2 separate regions of the Mus musculus genome follow, and region 2 is linked to region 1. Evidence: chromatin contacts called from public HiChIP or PLAC-seq data. All regions are on one chromosome and are shown on one strand. Each heading gives the region's core, a stretch centred on a gene start, on an enhancer-like site or on the middle of the called end of the contact. The rest is flanking DNA. Distances are from core to core; before and after follow the strand shown.

Evidence for each region. HiChIP or PLAC-seq counts read pairs in DNA pulled down with a chosen protein or histone mark.
Region 2: a contact with region 1 is called in a CTCF HiChIP or PLAC-seq map of the NIH/3T3 cell line, with 11 read pairs. The contact joins the enhancer-like site here to the promoter of Cep41 in region 1. A contact is called at or near these places in 1 of 39 promoter capture datasets (cranial neural crest), 1 of 15 datasets of contacts at CTCF or cohesin (the NIH/3T3 cell line), 2 of 115 datasets of contacts at active chromatin or transcription factors (the NIH/3T3 cell line and pancreatic cancer cells) and 2 of 9 other capture datasets (adipose tissue and pancreatic islet).

The regions. Positions count from the first base shown.
Region 1 is chr6:30,692,039-30,695,294 of GRCm38.p6, forward strand. Cep41 (centrosomal protein 41) reads right to left here and starts at 1,711. Exons shown (of 11, transcript NM_031998.3): 1 at 1,599-1,711. The coding sequence starts at 1,631.
Region 2 is chr6:30,831,259-30,834,514 of GRCm38.p6, forward strand. The region is part of intron 9 of Copg2 (coatomer protein complex, subunit gamma 2); the gene reads right to left. Among named protein-coding and RNA genes, the nearest start is that of Gm38781, 54 kb to the right of the region's middle. Within about 2 kb of position 1,578, at least 6 of the 459 cell types and tissues checked have an H3K27ac peak or open chromatin away from gene starts, as enhancers often do.

The DNA of each region.
Region 1 (3,256 bases), core at 461-2,960:
AAATGCAAGTCTGAGCACATGACTAAAACTCCTTAGAAGCTTCTTGCGTGCTGACCAGTAGGCAGGATAATGGTATTCCCAATCTTGAACTACCCAGCCCACCCCATCACAGGCATCTAATATTGATATTATTTTAGTTGACAAAACATAATTTATTTCTAGGAAAAAAAGGTTGACATGCACACACTGTGCAATTATTAAGTTAGTAAATATCGTCATTACCTCCCTTGTTGTGAGGAGAGGTTTGGAATGTTCTCTTGGCTAATCTGAGATGTACATTAAATTTATATTTTAGTCACCCTGCTGTGTCATCTCCTGTGCCATCTCAAAAGTTTAGTTCTCCTAACAAACTTTCTACCCTGCGACCAGCATCTCTTTGTCCCAGACGCTATATCCCTAACTTCTGGTGACCATTATTCTAATTTCTACTTCACTGAGTTGGACTTTAGACTCCAAATGTAAGTGACACTGTGTAATATTTACACATCACTATCAAGGTTTAGTAGTGGCGGCACATGCCTTTAAATTCCAGTATCTATGAGGCAGAGGCAGGTGGATCTCTTTAAGTTTGAGGCCAGCCTAGTCCACATAGTGAGTTCCAGGACAGCTGGAGCTACATAGTGAGACTGTCTCAGAGACAACCAACCAACCAAACAACAACAACAAAAAACAACCAAACAAACAAAAAACCCCACCAAAATAACAGACATTACTATCATGGCACTCCAATACACATGCCACAGTTTCCGACACCAGGCATTCAACAAGAAATCCAAGACCTACAACTGGTGTTTGCTATGAAGGTGCAGAAGGCCCCTCTCAAATTGCCTTTTGTTCTGTAGACTCCTACTGGGACTTGGTCGGAGTTGAAGCTCTCCTTGGCTTTACACAGGCTGTTCTAGCAAGCTCTTCACCTGACTCACGAGTGGCCTTGATGGGTTGGGGCCTTTTCAGCTCAAGAACGCCCCTCCTTCTCTCAGCTTGAGTGCTGTCTTTCCTCCTCCATCTCTCTCCCGAAGCTCACCAATTTCCATCACTAGACTGAACTCTACTGTAGAGACTCTGTCGTTCTCTTTGTAGGTCTGGTTACTTGTTTGGTAAGGGTCAAATAACACTGGGTGACATTAAACTGCTACAAATGCACAAGGGCACTGAGGGTAAAGGAGAACAAAGGGCCCTATTTTGCTCCCTTTGCAAGGGCGGCTTGGCCTGGGGTACCCCAACTCAGAAGTGATGGGCCCCTTCACCTCCTTCCATGTTTTGGGGGTCTTTGATTTTTACTTTGTTTGCAGGTGTCACTCCTAGACTGTAAACTCTTTGAGGGCAGGGGCTGTGTCTTTATGTACTTGGCTCCTCCAAGCCTCGAACGTCGGTGTCCGGTGGGTCTTTGTGGGGCGAGCACGCCCGGCACCGGCGGGTGCCACTGACGTGGAGCCTCGGCCTGCCCCGCCCCAGGCCCTGCGCTCGGCCCCCTCCTCACGCTGGCCACTTCCCGCCTTCCGGGCGGCGGAAGTGGCCGGCTGTTCGTCCCTGCCCACGTGGCGCCTTTTCCGGTGCGCCCGCCCCCTCCGGCTCTCGGGTCCGGACCTGGCCCTCACCTCAGGATTCCCAATGTGCCTCCGGGCAGACATATTTGCTCCAACCGACCACGCTCGGGGTTCTAGCCTCACGTCTGGCTACTAATCTAGCTTCCTACCCCCCTCCAGCCCCCACTCAGCCGCCTCCCTGTAACCTCTCTTCCGATTGGCTCGGCTGCCCAGGCCAGCCAATAGAAGCTCCGTTTACTGCTTCGGCCCGGGCGGGGAGAGCAAAAAAAGCTGCTCAATGGTTGCCAAGGGCAACGCGGGACGCCCGCTAGCGCAGCTTGGATCCTGGCGCCCAGCTCCTGCCTGAGCGCGGGAAGGAAGGGGGAGGGGCTCCGGCGCCTGCGCAGACCTGAGAAGGGGGGGGGGGGGAGGGTCTGGCCTCAGGCTGGAGAGAGAACACAAATTCACCACAGGTCCCCCCAACCCTTTGTAAAGTCTTTCTAACCAAACATCGGGGCTACTTCTTCCACGGCAAAGGACATGATTTGGGCCAGGGATGTTCAACTGGAACGAGAGTGCATAGTTTATTATGTTCAGGTCTTAAGTTATTATGCAAATTATGCAAAATATCATAAGTAAACACAGTAATTATTGTTGCTCTAAAAGCTTTTAGTCTAGCGAAAGAACAGCAACCTTAATTGCAAAGAGCACACACCGTTCAGTGGTTCATCATTCATTTAACAAGTATTTAATAAGCACCTTATGAAGAAAGCGGCAGTATGTTTTGTGGAGGATGGGAAAGATGACTAAAATCCGATCCCGTTGTCATGGAAACCATTGTAACTCCTGCCACCAACCACCACCTGTTCTCATTCCAGATCTGAAAATTAAGTCCTAGCACCTTTACAAAACAATTACCCACACAGTTTGACTTGGCTCCTAAATGTCCCACCAAATCCATCAAAATTACTATTTCATTTTACAGGGAAGAAACAGCACAGTAACCCTTTGTCCTGTGCTCTAAGTCGTTTTTTTTTCCAGGAATAGAGAAAGGTTCCATTGGTTTGTTCATACTGGCTAGCTCTGTGTTAATAACAACATCCATGTGAACTATGGCAGGGTCTACGCAGATGACCTAGTCAACAACGTGGTCTCTCATACCCTGTCGTGCCTCATAGCAACTTCAGGAACCTGCTCTTAGGGCCGTATCTTGGATCAAGTCATTCAGACTGGACCTCCAGGATCTTGGACTATTGTCCTAACTGCCCCTTGTACTGTGTTTAGTGTTTAATACCTACCAAGGTTTATCTTAAATCCCTTTACCATGTCTAGTCTTTAACCCTTCTAAAATTCCCACTCATCATTCTATTAGAATGAAGGATTGGGGGCTGCAAAGGTTAGAAGGGAGTAGATAGGGTGTATTTATCACATCTTTGCATAGCGAACCCCTGTGCAGCTTGGAGTTGGAGTAACTCTAGCTTTAATTTTTTTTTCAAATCCTATTATTAACGATGGTTCTTAAATGCTTTAACCTTCCTTGTAGCCCACCACCCCACCAGAGGTAGTAGAAAAGAAAGGATATGTGGGAAATGGACCTGTTTAGAAAGGTTCTTTGGAGCAACTCAGTGTTGTCTGGAAATCGGCAGTTCAATTCACAGGTTAGCAGGCAGCGGCAGCTTGATCTAGTTGCAAATACCTCACGGATACACCAGGGGTCCAGTTCGGTAAAG
Region 2 (3,256 bases), core at 328-2,827, 140 kb after region 1:
TGCGGACCTTTGTCTGGGCTCATGCTGGTTGTTTCTGCAGAATAAACTCTCTTTGTTTTGCATACTATCTGAGTCTGGGGTCTTCCTTCAGGAATTTTCGGGCTCTTACAATAGTACATGCTAGGGAAGCTGTGGAGCAAGAGGAACACTCCTCCATTGCTGGTCAGAGTGCAGACTTGTACAACCACGTTGGAAATCAATGTGGCAGTTTCTCAGAAAACAGGAAATATTCTATCTTAAGACCCAGGTATATCACTCTTAGGCATATACTTACAAGATGCCCTACTATACCACGGGAACACTTGTTCAACTAGCAGCTTTGTTTGTAATAGCCAGAAACTGGAAACAATCTAGATGTCCCTCAACTAAAGAATGGATAAAGAAAATGTGGTCCATCTACACAATAGAATACTATTTAGCTATTAAAAATAATGAATTCTGCAGGAAAATGGATGGAATTTGAGAATATCATCCTGAGTGAGGTAACCCAGATCCAAAGGACATATATGGCATGTACTCATTTATAAAGTGGATATTAGCCATAAAATACAAGATAAACATGCTACTACACTCCACAGACCCAAAGAAGCTAAATAAGAAGGAAGGTCCAAGTAAGAATGCTTGAATCTCACTTAGAAAGGGGAACAAAAATAGTTGTAGGAGGTAGATAGAGGAAGAGAACTGGGTGGGAGGGGGGCTGGGGAGAGGAATGGTGTAGGGGGAATTCAGGATCAAGTATGGGGAGGAATAGGAGGTGAATGGAATGAATGGAAATCTGCAACTGGTGGTGGTGGGGTATCTCAAGGGCCTGCCAGAGACCGAGGATAGGGGAGGACCCCGAGAATCAATGGGGTGAGCTTAGCTGTGACTCACAGCATTGGGATATGGAACTTCAAGAGGCCACTTCATGTAGCCAGGCAGGAACCCCAGTGGAGTGATAGGGACACCAACCTACTGACAAAACTTTCTAACCAAAATTTATCCTGTCTACAAGAAATGCAGGGACAGAGGATGGAGCAGTGACTGAGCCCTGCCAGGCCTTGGTGGGGACAGTGACATGGTTCCTGCCCCTGGGACAGGGCCCCTGGTGTGAACCTCCAAGAGTGTCCTTGGCTGCTGTGGCTACAAGGAATGTTTGTATAATAATGTACATAATTCAGACTCCCCCCTGTGAATGTGAGTGACTCGGTGATAATTAGAAACAGCAGGAGTCCAGGAGTCGAGGGTGTGCCTATGTCTCAGCAAAATGGTAAACTCTAGGACTTTCAGGACAGCCCTTAAGGTTATAGGAAAGAGCTCTAAATACATGAGTTTGAAAATATATAATTTCTTACCTATGCAAAAATAAGGATACTATATGAATTACATGAGGGGCTTCATGAATATAAAGGAACAAAAGCAGCTATGCCACGAACCGAGTAGTTAGACAATTGCTAAGGAAGAAGAGAGAGAGATTTAGGGAGCAGTGATCACAGGAGATTCCACCCAGCTAAGATTTTTTGTTTATGCTAACAAAGGCAGATAGATTCCTGAGTTCAGGATCAGCCTAGGACAAAGCAAAGTTAGACTCAGTTGTGGTAGAAATGCTAAGTTCAGGGCAGGGTCCCATCCAACTAGCTTATAGTCTGTGCTTAACAAAGGTAGACATAGTTCTGAATTCTTTTTCAATGTTACCTGTCTGTGGGATGATATGTTCTTCTAGCTGGGGTACCTTGTCTGGCCTCAGTGGGAGAGGATGTGCCTAGACTCCCAGAGACTTGATGTGCCAGGGTAGGGGGATATTCAGGGGGGCCTCTACCCTCTCAGATGAGAATGGGGGAGGGGTGTGGAAGGGGGTGACTGGGAGAGGTGGCAGCAATCGTGATGTATCACAAGAAACTATAGGCGCCACTTAAAACACATGAGGATTGAATATGCAAATGATGTTTACTATATATATATATATATATATATATATATATATATATATATATGGTTTTTAAAAAGCAAAGAAATTCTAGAAACAAGTGAAAAAAACCACACTTCATTAGATTTTTTTGTATACAGCAAAGACAAAAGAGGTAAGCTTGTTGTGCTTAGTGTACGCATTAACAAGGCAAGAGAACACTTTGATCATCTCTTAGTGATGTACCTCTAAGTCTTAGAAAAAAACAAAACAAAACAAAACAGAACAAGCCAAACAAAATTAGTAGATAAAAATGAAATAAGGAGCCAGGCAGTGGTGGTGCACGCCTTTAATCCCAGCACTTGGGAGGCAGAGGCAGGTGGATTTCTGAGTTCAAGGCCAGCCTGGTCTACAAGAGTGAGTTCCAGGACAGCCAGGGCTACACAGAGAAACCCTGTCTCAAACAACAACAACAACAACAACAACACAAAAAAGAAAACAAACAAAAACAAAAAAATAAAAAAGCAACAGTTTCACTGATCCTCTTACGGTCTTCATTTTATTAAATTCTACCTTGCTCTATTATTTCTTCTTATTTTATTTTTATTTATATTTTTTTTTTTTATTTATTTATTTATTTATTTATTTATTTATTTATTTAGGTTTTTCAAGGCAGGGTTTCTCTGTGTAGCCCTGGCTGTCCTGGAACTTACTTTGTAGACGAGGCTGGCCTCAAACTCAGAAATCTGCCTGTCTCTGCCTCCCGAGTGCTGGGATTAAAGACGTGCGCCACCACCACCACCACCACCAGGCCAACTGTTGCTTTTTTGAACAGATGAACAAGACTGACAAATGCTTAGACAAAGTGACCAAAAGAAAGACTCAAATTAATAACATTAGAGGTAAAGGGGGTGAAGGAATATTACAACAAACATTCACTGAAATCCAGAGGCTCACTAAGAAGTATTCTGAAGAATTATCTTCCAGTAAACTAGAAAACCTATAGGAAATGGTTTGTTGACAAAAGTGCTAAAGTGCCTACTGGAGAAAAGATGGCCTCACCCACACAGGCTGCTAGGAAACTGGATATGCATGTGACAAAGAATGAAATACAATCTTTACCTTTCACCCTGCACAAAAGTCAACTTCAAATTCACTAAAGACCTTAATATAAGACCTGAAACTTTGAAACTATCAAAATAAAGTAGAAACATTTCAAGATATGGGGACAAGCACAAACTTTCTGAGTAAGACTCCAACACCTCAGGAAATAACAGGTAGGCCTGATGAACATCAAACATCAAATTAAGCTCCTGCACAACAAAGGCAACAGCAAACTGAAAAGATCTGCAGGATGGGAGACAAGCGTTG